Regions from separate parts of the Rattus norvegicus genome. Here region 2 is linked to region 1. Evidence: chromatin contacts called from public Hi-C data. All regions are on one chromosome and are shown on one strand. Each heading gives the region's core, a stretch centred on a gene start, on an enhancer-like site or on the middle of the called end of the contact. The rest is flanking DNA. Distances are from core to core; before and after follow the strand shown. Region 1 has its middle 53 kb from the start of Rab30. Region 2 holds the start of Rab30 (RAB30, member RAS oncogene family).

The links. Hi-C and Micro-C count contacts between places; a contact is called where the count stands out from the background.
Region 2: a contact with region 1 is called in a Hi-C map of liver, with 2.7 times the contacts expected there. The contact joins the promoter of Rab30 here to the enhancer-like site in region 1. A contact is called at or near these places in 8 of 12 Hi-C or Micro-C datasets (the A7r5 cell line, hepatocytes, kidney and 3 more).

Annotation. Positions count from the first base shown.
Region 1 is chr1:156,232,734-156,239,511 of GRCr8, reverse strand. It overlaps a transcript of Rab30 not described here. Among named protein-coding and RNA genes, the nearest start is that of Rab30, 53 kb to the left of the region's middle. Within about 2 kb of position 3,636, at least 12 of the 93 cell types and tissues checked have an H3K27ac peak or open chromatin away from gene starts, as enhancers often do. A contact at or near this core is called in liver, where this site is marked.
Region 2 is chr1:156,285,672-156,292,449 of GRCr8, reverse strand. Rab30 (RAB30, member RAS oncogene family) reads right to left here and starts at 3,489. Exons shown (of 4, transcript NM_001399389.1): 1 at 3,310-3,489; 2 at 1-36. The coding sequence starts at 3,402.

The DNA of each region.
Region 1 (6,778 bases), core at 2,387-4,886:
GCCTCGCCCACATGTTCTCCAAAGTGCATTCCCCACGGCTGAGACACAGCACACACGAGTTCTACACGTGGCCCTTCTTGGCTGCTTCGACTTTCTGCCTGCTGGAGCCTGTGATCTACAGAATTCATTGGGACCAGAAAAAAGATCACTCTGTTAAAGCATGTGTGTGTTCACGTTCATGCTTGTGTACACACGGGTTTATGTATATATTTGTATACGTGTGTGCCAGACGTTGCTATTGGGCGTCTTCCTCACTTGGTTTGCTATTTTACTTTTGAGACAGAGTCTGTGCTGCGTAGTTTTGTGACACAAACTAAAGTCATCTGAGAGGAGGGAACCTCAATTATGAAAATGCCTCCATGACAACCATAAGACAAGCCTATATAGTATTTTATTTATTTGTTTGTTTATTCACGTTACATCCCATTATCAGCCCCTCTCCTCCCAGGACCCTCTCCTGCAGATCCATCCCCCTTTCCCCCTCCCTTCTCCTAAGAGAAGGGGAAGCCCCTTCTCACCCCCAGCACCTCCCCCACAGTATTTTCTTAGTGACTGATATGGGAGACGCTATCCCTGAAATGGAGGTCTTGGATTCTATAAGAAAACAAATTAAGAAATGCAGAGGGAGCAAACCAGTAAAAAGAACTCTCCCATGGCCCCTGCATCAGCCCTGCCTTCAGATTCCTGCCCTGTTTGAGTTCCTGCCTTGAATTCCTTCAATGATGGACTATGATGTGGACACATAAACCAAACAAACCCTTTCCTCTCCAATTTGCCTTTGGTTGGGGTGTTTCATCACAGCAACAGAAACCCTAAGTAGGACAGGGTCGCTCACAGACTCTGGACCACATCAATTAAGCTAGAGCGGCAGGCCAGAAAGCCGGTGGATCCTCTTGCCTCTGCCTCCCAGAGCTCACATCATCCATCTGCACACAGCCAAGCATGGCCCTTATATGGGAACTAGGTACATAAACTTGCCTCAAGCCCGTTTGGCAAAATACTTAACCAACCCTCAGAAGGAATCCTTTTAAAGGAATTAATTAATGCTTTTTCTTCAAATGGAGACTACTTCCATTATAAGATAAATCTGACTATTCCTGCACTTTGTCTCTATAAAAGATTCATTAATGTTTGTACAAGGAAGGGAGGTACATGTGTCTCTTGAGCATGGAGTTCAGTAGGAGGATTCACAAAGGCTTTGGAGAACACTACAACCAACTTAGTGATTGTTATCAGGTATCTATGGAAATACGTCCATATTGACACTCAAAGGAGACTACCGCCTCTTGTCTAATAAAGCACAATAATTTTAACAATAAACATCATACAGCCATTCTCACTCTTCCACTCAAAACTGGCCCTTCCCCTGCTTTGGAGGACCAAGTGCTCTGTAGACAAATAGTAGGAACTGTAACCTTCCCCAGCTCGCTTGTTTTCAGAACGGTCTCTCTACAATTGCAACCTTAACTACCCCACGACTGTCTCTGGGGCATAAGGACCCCAACTTGTTCCGTCTGGAGTCCTTAGTGTCCAACAGATGCCTGACACATAGCTGACGCTTCACAATAGCGAGGTGAAAATGGGAGAGGAGATAAGTGAATGCTGGGCTTCAGATGTTCTCATCCTAAAGGTCCATGTTAAATGCTTAGTCCCAGGCTAAGGTGGGGCCACTGCAACTACATGAAGCTTTGTCTTCATAACTGACCTGGCTCAGTTGAGAGAGAGAGAGAGAGAGAGAGAGAGAGAGAGAGAGAGAGAGAGAGAGAGGGGCACTAACACTGCTGTAAGGCTAAAATGAGGAGAAACATAGGTGCTAGAGACACTGGCTGCTCTTCCAGAGGACCCAGATATCATTCCCAACGCCACCATCAACTCCAGTTCCGGGGCATCTGACACCATCTTCTGGCCTCCACAGGCACATACATATGTGATGCACACACAAACATGCAGGAAAAACACCCAGACACATAAACGTTAAAGAAAACATCTTAAAAGAGGAAACGGTAAAGGGAGGGAGGCAGCCGAGCATAGTTAATACACCGTTCTCTGGCGCACGAATGTTTTGTAAATAGGTAGATGAGTGGGGTAAATGAATGAGCAACGGCCCAAAGGATGGAGGTACAGAGCTCTGCTGTAGGATAAATACCATCTGCTTGGAAATTAGGATATACTCCACAACAGATGACATCTCCACGACGATGAAGACATCATAGGCTTAGATGCCACCCCGCATTCAAACCTGATTCTGTCTTTCCTTCTCAGGTCCATATGAAATAGGAGTGCATGTTGGAAATCATAATTTCTGTACACTCAGAGAAGTAAACTTATTGTGTGCTTTGGTAAGGGAGGTTGAAAAGGCAACTATAACATTGTACTGACATTTTTATAAGAGTAGAAATAAAGGAAGAAGCTGGACCTCATTCCTGGTTGGCTGTTGTCTTACTTGACTTCCAGTTATAATGGTTCTCTCTTCTCTAAGAACATAAGGCCCCCACTAGGTATATTCATGCTAAATCACTTTGACTGTCTAGTAGCCAGTGATTGGCTAAGTGTGGTCACATGATCCAAACTAGACGAATCATTACTTTTTGAGATATTCTACCAAGACACAATCAGAGTAAAGGTCAGTCCTTTGCTTATAACAATAGTGAGATTGAAAGGAACTGGAATATTACTTATATTGCACTCAAGTTTCTGCAAAACTAGAAATATAGAGGGGAACTCGATGGCTGTGACTCTTGCCACACAATAGAGAAAAAAAGACAAGGAACAGAATCTTGACAGTTTGGAGAGTCCAGTGTAGTTTAGTTGCCCAGCCAACCCATTTTCCTCCTTCTAAGACATATTTTTAGCACTCTTTAGTCAGAGACACACTGACTGTAGTTAGTGGAACGAGAACACGAGAAAGATAACATTTCCACCCCTTGCTCATCAAAACTTTCCACGGGGATCTTCTCCAACTTCACAATCAGAGGGGAAAGCTCAGAATTTGGAAAGGACACAAGAAAGGAGCCTGGCCTCCTGGATCTTTGAAGGCAGACTAATCAGAGCAACTCGGTTTCACAATTAACTTCTCTAACACATCCTAGTTTCAGCCAATTCTTCTGACAGATATATAATACCTCAGTGTCCTTTCTTGGGGGTGGGGGTGGGGGAGGGGTTCCCTCTTTGCTCAAGTAAGAGTTAGTTTTCTTTCACTTACAGCGTTGAGCATTCTAACAGTCAGACAAGATACATAGCAAGCATCTGAAATGCCAAGGAGACAGAAATACACAACAATCCCCAAATGTCTTGGAGACACCTAAGCATTTCCTCGGAAAAAGGTGACAATTCCAACTGAAGATGACGCTGACACACAAAGGCCCTTTCGTGTTTCCAGGGCCTCCTAGCTTTAAGCTCACCATTGCAAGCTGCCCCTTTCCCCATCCTCTTTATTTTAGGCATGTGCGTGAAGTTGTAACAGCCCTGCCTTGGCATTTCCTCCTTTTAGTCCCCTCAGGAGCTGTCATCCAGAATTCCGGCAAGCATGGTAAAGCTCACTGATGATAAGAAGCCTCCGCTGCTGTCCCAGAACTTACCAGGAAAGGCATCCAGACGCAACTCCGAGAATTTGAGTCATGAGGCTGAGGTAAACAGTCCGGGGTGTGAGTGTAAAGCCCAAGCACTGTTTGTAAAGAGTCACCAGAGCTTGGCAGCATGTATATGCCCATTAACGAGAAGGTTACAAATAAACTGGAGAGTGATGCCAGAAAAGTCATTCCGGCCAATGACAGCACTTGGGTCAGTGCTGATAAAGGGAGCATGTGAGGCAGGCCCCAGAACAGTCTCTCAAGGAGACAAATTTGGTCTGCAACAAAAAAGTACTATAACACGGCAGAATACATTCTGCAAGCTTGTTATTAAGCCCTTTGACACTACATGGTGACTTTTCTGACTTCCAGAACAACCAAACGAAGCTGGGGTTGTCATCAGCTAGGAAAGCAGGCACAGACAGGTTGATGCCCACAGCCCTAGAATTAATGACTTGAGCCAAGTTTTGGCTCCAACCTCCCGAACGTTGGCAGTTGGTTTTCAGTGTCTCATAAAGGTGCATGTCAGAACTTTCTAGATGGTTTAAAAGGCCTATGATAGAAGTGTGGCTTGCCTCCAAAGCCTGCTGGGAAAACGTTCCCTAACCAGATTGTAGGCCCCACCAAGGATCCTGAGAGGCAAGAAGGATCCAAGGACTGGAAGTCCTGACACCTCTGTGTGGTTCAGGCAGAACCTTGTTCAAGGTCTCTGAGGACAAGGAGACAAGGTCTCTCAGGGACTAAAAGATAAAATATGGAGAATACATGGAAATTACTCTTAAAGAGTCAGGATCAAATCATTATACCTATCTGGCCTCAGCATTCTCTCAGATGATTTTAAGGAACCAATTCTAAGACACTAACTAGCAAATACTAACTGGGAGAAAAAAAATAAAAGCTATTAATGATTTAGTGAGAGCATTGACCCATGGGAGCTAATGACCTGCCACTTCAGAAGGTAACACAGAAAACAGGAGGAGCAAGCCCTTCAGTTCATCCCAACTTCAAGAACTGATACCACATAATAATCACTGCTCTCTTAGGCTCCAGGAGCCGGGGGTGGGGGGAAGGGGTGGGGATGGGGTGGGTGGGGGGGAGATCATGCTTTGGCTCACTTCCTTGAGAAACACAAAGTTTAAGTCCCTGAGGAAGCACAAAGTAAAAGAACAAAGATTTGAACAAACTTTGGCCCTGAGCTACCAATGTGTCTCTTGTCAGCTATGCCCTTTATCAGGCCCTGGTTCTGTACCTGGAAAGGGGGAGGAAAAGGCATGTGCTTTACAGAACTTTGGGGAAAATAAAATAAAATGTGAAGGAGGAGTATAGCCCGGGGGCTGAGAGATGGTTCAGTGTTTATTTGGTTTTTTTGTTTGTTTGTTTTTTCTTTTTTTCCGGAGCTGGGGACCGAACCCAGGGCCTTGCGTTTGCTAGGCAAGTGCTCTACCACTGAGCTAAATCCCCAACCCCGGTTCAGTGTTTAAAGAGCACTCGCTCTTGACCCAGGTTCAGTTCCCCGCATCAGGCAGCTCACAACAGCCTGTAACTCCAATCCCAAGTTTGGCTCTAGTACAAACTTGCTTACATGAACTTACACACACACACACACACACACACACACAGCAATTAAGAACACATGCTGCTCTTTCAGAGGACCTGAGGTCCCTTTTCAGCTTTCCCACGGAGCTTATAACTATCTGGAACTCCAGTCCCAGAGGATCAGAGCCCTCTTCTGGCCTCTCTGGGCACAGGTCATACATGGGGTATACTAGCATATATTCAGACAAAGCACTCATACACAAAAAATAAAAATAAAGCTCTTTAAAATTTAAGTAAGTAGGTTTTTAGTAGCTTAGTAGCTACTTAGTAAATGTTAGAAACTGGCTATTCTCCAGTTTCCACATTACTCCTTCCACATCAGAATTCCAACATTCAGTAACTCTTAGCACTTCACCAGTCCTCAGTAGGACAGGATCATGCACTCCACCCAGGATCTGGGCCATCTCATTAACTCCTAGGAAACACAACCAACTGTGACGTTAGTTGTGAACATCTCAAGTAACTCTGAGCCCTTTGGGCCTGTACCAATCTGCTCCATGCTTCCTAAATCCTTTTAGAATTATTTAACTACCAGATCTCTCTCCAATTTTATAAGCCTTCTCCAATACAAGAGAAGCACTTTGTAGACACCTACCCTTTGTATCTGTGTGGCATGTGTGCACGTGTATCTTCAGGTCTACCCTACACATGCCTCCCAAGGGAAAGTGACAGCTGTCCTCTCTCACCTGCCACCTTATCTTTCTGAGACAGGGTCTCTCGTTGAACCTGAAGCTGCTGGGCGCTGCCTGTCTCCACCCTGAGTTCTCTTACCCATCTCTGCAACCCCAATACTTACATTCAACTACCAAATTCAAGTAGACTTAACACAAGATAAAAGGGAGCTCAGAGTTTCCCAAAGCTTATTAAATATGTACTATGAGAACAAGAAGGGTGAGATCTATGGTCTCCCAGGTCATCCTCCTGGTCTGCAGGGTCATTTCTTCAAAACATCCTCCTATTCAAAAAAGAGTCTGGTGCCCATCCTCCGTGTTCCCAGGTACTAGGTACTTTGTGTACACCAATGTTGGTCCTATGACCAAAGGGTCTCTTCTGCTAGACTCAAACTGCCTATGGGCAAGGTCCTACCAATCTCAATTGCTATATCTACAGTAGCTGGTAGTATAGCAGATATTAATGTTTGGTGGATGAATTATAGGTGATGGTACATCAACATTCAAACCATAGTAACCTTTACCATATGGCAAAAAGTGGTCAGTAAGACCAAGAAAAACTAGAAACAATCTAATCTAATACGGATCATCTGTTCATTGATGTGGAAACTGAGTCTCAAAGGTGTCAGAAAACTCATCCAAGGTACCCTCAACAGTAGCAAGAAGATCACAAGTGATGGCAGTCACCTGCCATTGTGACTGAGTTCAAAGGCAGCCATCAACCCACGCTTAGCCCAGAGAGAGGCCACGTGGTTTACTGGATACATGGGATCCAGGTATTATCTTGTTCCTGCCACCTGCCAGTCATGTGACCTCCAGCAAAGTTACTTCATCTGAGTCATAATTTCTGCATCTGTTAACTGGGCTATTAATAGCTCCCAAGTTGTTTGGGGCTATTAAATCTGCCAACATACATAAAGAGCCTAGCAAAGTATCAGCACT
Region 2 (6,778 bases), core at 2,240-4,739, 53 kb before region 1:
TCCAATTGTGGCTCCTTGACCTGGGGGGAAAAGACCCTAAGGAAGAAATAATGGCAAGTAACATTTAAGCACATCTTCCAATTATGTGGACTCTCCTCACTCCCCAATCAGCTTTGACTGAGGTAATTGTTAGGACTCACTGTTTCCAGAGAACAGGGAGGGAACTGGAGAGAAAGGCTGACAGAAGCAAACACAGAAAGGAACGGCCAAACATGAGGAGAGAAAGTCTGGAAGGGGCAGTGAGCCATGCTGGCTTCAAAACAGAAAACTCAGACAAATGAATAAGACTGGGGGGGAATGAGTCACTAGAACGACGTCAGTATTGTCAGGCTGGGGAAGAAAGGTAAGACTGGTTAAAAACAAACAGGAAAATGAAGTGTGGAGGACTTCTGCTACAGAATGAGAAGAGAAAGACACAAAGCTTCTGGGGTTTCCTGGGCCCTCAGGATGGTCACCAGCCTGAGGTACACTATAGCACAAACACAGACACACACACAATCACACACAGTCCAGATATACACACATATACATACTACACAATTGGACTCAAACACACAATTAACACAGTCCAGACACACACACACACACACACATACACACACACACAATTATACACAGTCCAGATGGGAACACTTACAATTATACAATCCAGACAGTCACACACATATACATACTACACAATTGGACTCAAACACACAATTGACACAGTCTAGACACACACACACACACACACACACACAATTATACACAGTCCAGATGGGAACACTTATAAATCCAGACAGATACACACAAACACACACACACACAATCACACACACTGCAGACAGACACTCACACACAGACAATCACACACAGTCCAGATGTGTGGCACCGAGAAGTGAGTAGAAGCAGCAGCATCAGAACAGGAGGCGGCAGGTGAGCCCAGACAGACCACTCTCCCGCTCTAGGCCTCACAATCATTGAGGCTGTGGTTGTTTTAAGCATGAAATAAAAGAAAATTGCTCTACCTTAAACTGGAAGCATAACAGTTTCAAGAGAATAGGGACATTAGCAAAAATGCAGTTTACTGTCTCATGCCTTCTATAAGCTTAGGGAGAGGGTTGGGGTTGCAAGGACTTCTACCGAGAAAAACATCTTTACCTAGTAAAACATCTTTACCTAGTCTCTTCCCTTTTCAGATTGCAGAATTCCAGGAATAAAGTAAAAGGGACTTTATTAGTTCTTCAGCTAAGACTGGGGCATCTTTAATTAAATCCATTCCCTAACAAGAGAGTCCCTTAATTAAAGTTTGAACTCAGTACACTGAGATTCAAACCAAAAGCAAAAGCTTCGTTGCAAATCTGCAAAGGATGTAAATATAAACATTCATAACTCTGTTTACAAATACTGAATCAATTCTCTGTTTTGGCATGGTTCAAGCAGAAGTCTGCCAAGCTTCAGGTTTATAGCTCCAGCTGTTTGCAGGCTCACAAATGCCAAAATATTTTTTTTAAATCCTTCCCAGTGTCCCCCTCCCCACTTTGCTCCCCAAACCTCCATGTCTCAAAACCAGATGAATTCAGTTCACATTAACTGCTTTCGACATAACAAAAACATAGCCAGCCCTGTCCTGTGAAATGTGAACTTCAGGGAGAATTGAAGGGATAGAGAGATAAAAAGTAGGCAGAAAAGAAAAATAAGAAGAAAACATGCTTGTGGGTAAAATACTGATCAAAAGCAAAAAACAAAACAAAACAGAACCCTTTCATCCTTCATGGCAGGGTTTATCTCAGGAATTTAAGGAGTGCAGCCCCAGAGGTTATAAAACTATGGAGAGATTACTAGGTCAAGAAGCAGGAGATGAGGGTCTTGGCTTTTGCTACATGCTTCAAGATCATAAGCATGTCACTGGGTCCCTCTGGATCTGTATGAGAGGACTGGACTGATAATCTCTAAGTGACCTCTCAGTGAAAAGAAACAATCAAGCAAACACTAATTACACACTAAAAACAAAACCTTTCTCCTTGTAAAATATGTAGGCAAGTCCTCCTTACAGAAGCAGTTAAGACTGACTGCCAAGGATAGCGGATGGAAAAGCAGCTGGAGTCTCCAGTATCTCCCTGTGATAGCTGATTGAATTCCTGACACTGGTGAACTTTAGATTTTCAATTTCATCAGACCAAAACTTGGTGAAAATTCAGGCACTTGTCTACAGTTACTCCGCATGGGAAAAACTGACAGTCCCAGCAACTGTAAACCCTATGTTTGTGTTGCCCAATCTGTCATTCAGTTTTCCACAGACTGGTGCAGTGGGGAGGGCTGGCAAGGGCTGGGGGCAGCAGAGTCAGGACTAACTAGCACCTGGGTAAAAGACCTTGAGCCTCTGCTCTTTCCATGGCCCCAAGTCATCTTAAGCCTTAAAAGAGCTCATCTGTATGTCCCCAAGGTGCCTGTCAACAAGATCATGCTATATGCATGATGATCCAGGAAAGGGCATCATTGAGTTTCAGTGAGAAACAAAATCAACTTCAGGGTGATTTTTCACTACTTTCTGTATAAAAACCACTACATAATTGTGGCCAGTGATTTTTCAAGAGGCCACCCTGAGAGGGGACGTGTACATTCAGTTCCACTCTTCACTTCCTTCAGCTTAGTCCTACTTAAGAGACTTAGATAAGCAGAGAACCAAGAGAATTCACTCTGTTTTTTGGATGAGAACAGACACAGGCAGGAAACTTGAGGTTTAATCTGCATTGGGACTTTTTAAAAATGAATATTTGGACTCAGTTTAATACACAACTTAATGTGTTTCCACCTTGAGATGATTGTGAACTACTGATCTATTTTTTACCCAAATCTATTTTTGATACTGCACACTGAAAACAAAACCACCTGACCCTCTTGTAAGAGGAAGCAAGAGGAGATGTGGGAAAAGACCTCAGTTCCATTCTCCCTTAGGCAATTTAGAAAACCTTGGGCTATAAAACTCAATGGAGCTTTCAAAGGGTGCCTTAACAACTCGCAGTCTACTGCATGGTGGTAGTGCAGCCTTTAATCCTAGCATTTGGGAGGCAGAGGCTGACAGACCTCTGAGTTTCAAGGTCAGTCTGGTCTCCAGAGTGAGTTCCAGGACAGCCAGGGTTACGCAGAGGAACCCTGTCTCAAAAAAAGGAAAGAAAAGAAAGAAAGAAAGAAGGGAAGAAAGAAAGAAAGAAGAAAAAGGAGCCTATAGCTAGAGGTTGGCACTGAGTCCAGTCACCCACCTAGAAGATGGTCACTATAAAACAGATGAGACAAACAAACCCAACCCTGGATTCCAGATCCCCTTACCTGAGTGAATCGTCGGACTAGGCACGTCTTTCCCACTCCAGCGTTGCCGATTAAAACAATTTTGAACAGGAAATCATAATCTTCCATACTCATTTACACAGCTGCAAGCAAACACAGACAACAGTAAGAGCCCAAGCTTCCCCAGAACTCAGGCTGCACCAGCCCCTGCGCCACAGGAACAAGAGGGCTAACTCATTTGCAGGGCAATTTAAGGCTCCTCTCTGGTGACGTAGCCAGCGAAAGAGGAACATAGGTGTTTGCTGGCAGATGGACTTCATTCTCCCCAGCTATCTCGTGCTACAGAAAGCAAATGATACCCAGTGTCCTTTCACCTGGTAACCTTCGCTCCTCCAAGCAGTCAGGTCACGGGTTTTCAAGTGATAACGTGTGTTTTTCCTTTTGTGTGGAAAGTCAATAGCCAGGCTAAATAACTAAGAGTGCAGACAAGTAGGGAGAGACAAGAGCCTTTCAGAGATTAAGACAGTTAATAGGCTTTGTGTTCCTCTTGGGGAAGAAAATGATAGCCACTGGGAAACCAGGAAAAGGGAGACAATCATAAAAGGCCCTTCGGTCTCATACAAGTTCTGTTCTTGGGGATCCTACTACTGGGCAATCATCTTGCCCTCCTCCCACTACCCCTTTTCTAGCTACCTGCTACCAGCCATGCTGGTGCTAAATGGCCTCTGATGGCACCTGACTTCTAATGGCCATGAGCTATATCCTCTCCTCAACTTGGGATGTCTTCCTACTGAAAGTCCAGTGCAAGCCTCTCATTGTCACTGAATCTTTCACTGGTCTTCAAATCGTGATAACTAGAAACTGACACGTTTCCACCATTCCTCCATCCCAGCACTTTGCTTGCTATGCACATTTACTTGTTCAAATGTCTGCCTTATCCTTAAGGAAAGGGACAATGGCTCTCACCTCTATTTCCTAGCCCTAGAACAGAGTCACACTTAGTAAATGTCTACTCTGTAGACTGAAAGAAGCAATTAAAGGGCATAGTGCTTAGATGTAGACATTTGCTTCTCCAGTTGTGCTAAGAAAAATGCTACCATTATGAAACTTAGAGGATGCTTGTCAAGATTAAAAACAGACAGAACAAAACAAAATGCCTCCCATAGAGCTTGGTGCTCACCAAGCCCCATTCTAATGAGAAAAAAGAATAACCTGACTGGTTCCTTTACCATTTATCTATCACCTAGAAACATCTGCCCCTAAAACCAACACGAGAGAGCTTAAATAACAACTACAAAGTAACAATCTCATCAGTCAGGAGGCTGAGGCAGGAGCAACGTCGACTTTGAAGCCAAACAGCTACATAAGGAAATTGTATCTCAAACAACAGACAGACAAGTTCAAGAATAATTCTAGCTAAGAGCTGAACATTATTGTGTCCTAGGCAGAACAAGCTGGATATACTCTGGAGGGAGAACAACAACCAGTGAGTCCTGGAGAGAAGGGTTCTAGGAAAGTGAGTGAGTGAGGAGACCTAAGCCTCAGTGACAACAGGACTGCAGGTAGAGAAGGCAATGAACTGGACCTGTCATGTAGGGTGATTTGTGTACGTACTTCTACAGTCTTTGAAAGACGGCTGACAACCAAGTAAGCACGTAGGCAGCTGCTCACAGGAGTCTGTCTCATGTCACTGGAACTGTGAAGGAAGTGCACCTCTCTGTGCAAGAATATGAGATCTACAACTTGCACTACAGTTGGCCTCTTATGTACATTTTCTCATTTTCCATGAAGCTAATACTAATAGTATTAATGTAATCTGAGAAAACTGAAGTTGAAAGATAGAAAGGTTAGCCCCAAATCATACACAGCCAGACTTCAGGTTTAAAAGTCATCAATGATCAAAAGAATTCTAACTGTAAGAACCAAAGAGACCAAGGTTCAAATCCTGACAGCTGCATTTCCTCAGTCTGTGCCTTTGGGCTAAATGACTGTATTCCCTACTAACAATATGAAGACATACCATGGTATCATGGGATTGGAATGGCTAACAAAATCAGAGGTCTCGGGACAGTTCTTGGTCTTCGTAAAGCCAACTCCTTAAGATCATTCTCGGGTTCCCCATCGTCTGCTTTCTGTCTCTATTGCTAATCATGTCTCACCACCTCCTCACAACCCCCACAAGGTGCACTGCTTTCCCCCAGCTTCCAAACACCACAGCCAGGTCTGCTTTTCTCCTCAAGCCTTCTGCCTGGAATAAGAGCCATATCCTCCTGCTACCTCCCCCAACCCAGCTCACTCTCACTTCTGCTTTAGAGCTCAACTGAGGCATCACATCCTTTGGTAGGTTTCTCTGGCCAGAGAGAGGCCTGGGCCCCTCCGATTTCTATTTCCATAATGCCTTCTTCCTCTTAGGCAGTTCCATATGTAATTTTTTATATTAACTATGTGTATTTGCCTATAGTCCTCCACAGCTCTCAGCAAAAACTCCCAATGTGCACACACTGTGTCTGGCTGGTCCTGTGACAAACATCTTCGTCACCATGCTCTCCCTCATTCCCACCATCTCACAACACTAACTATTTAACCACACAACAGTCCTATGAAGCACACACTGTTGACATTTTTAACTTGGCAGATAAAGATATGAAGGCACAAGAAAAGTTAAGTAAGAAAAATATCATGAATTATATTCAACTGAAACCTGATAATTACATTGTCAGTACTTTAAAATATTATTCCTTTATCTCCTTCATCTAGTGTCCCTGGTGAGACATGTACTAATATGAATTTTTAAGACAGATGCATTACTTCTTTTTTAATACTTTTTTCTCTAAAACCACTTAAGAATGTCATTTTTTGATGGTCCATAGAACAGCAGATTTAATGTACCCTTAGTTTTAATTTTTTTATAAATTAAGTTTCTAAATCATAAATAAGGAAGTACTGAGCTCCTATAGTTCATTACTAGAGGAGCTGCGAGTCCAGTTCAACCTTAGCTCAGTTGCCCAATGGCGACTTTCACCAGGCCTGGGGCACGGGAAGAGCTCCAGAAGAATGGGATGGGTCCTGATGAATTAAGCGCTGTGTGATGCCACTATTAGGCATGTGGCCAGCTGGTGTGGGTTTCCAGTTCCGTTTCTGTTGTGTTGTGTTTTGTTTTTTGTATTATGTATTTTTGTCAATACTAATAAATTTCTTTGATTTGTATTTCTTTAAAAAAAAAAGAAGAAGAAGAACGGGATGAACTGAAAAATGAAGGCTAGGCACTTCGCACTTCTTACGTGAGTCTTTGTTGTGGTTTGAATACTTAGCCCACGGGAAGTAGCACTATTAGGAGGTGTGGCCTTGTTGGAATAGGTGTGGCCTTGTTGGAATAGGTGTGGCCTTGTTGGAGGGGATCATTGTGGGGGTGGGCTTTGAGGCTCCGATGCTCAAGCTCTACCCAGCGAGGAAAGGAGCCTCCTCCTAGCTACCTGCAGAAGACAGTCTCTCCTTCTCGATGCCTTGGATC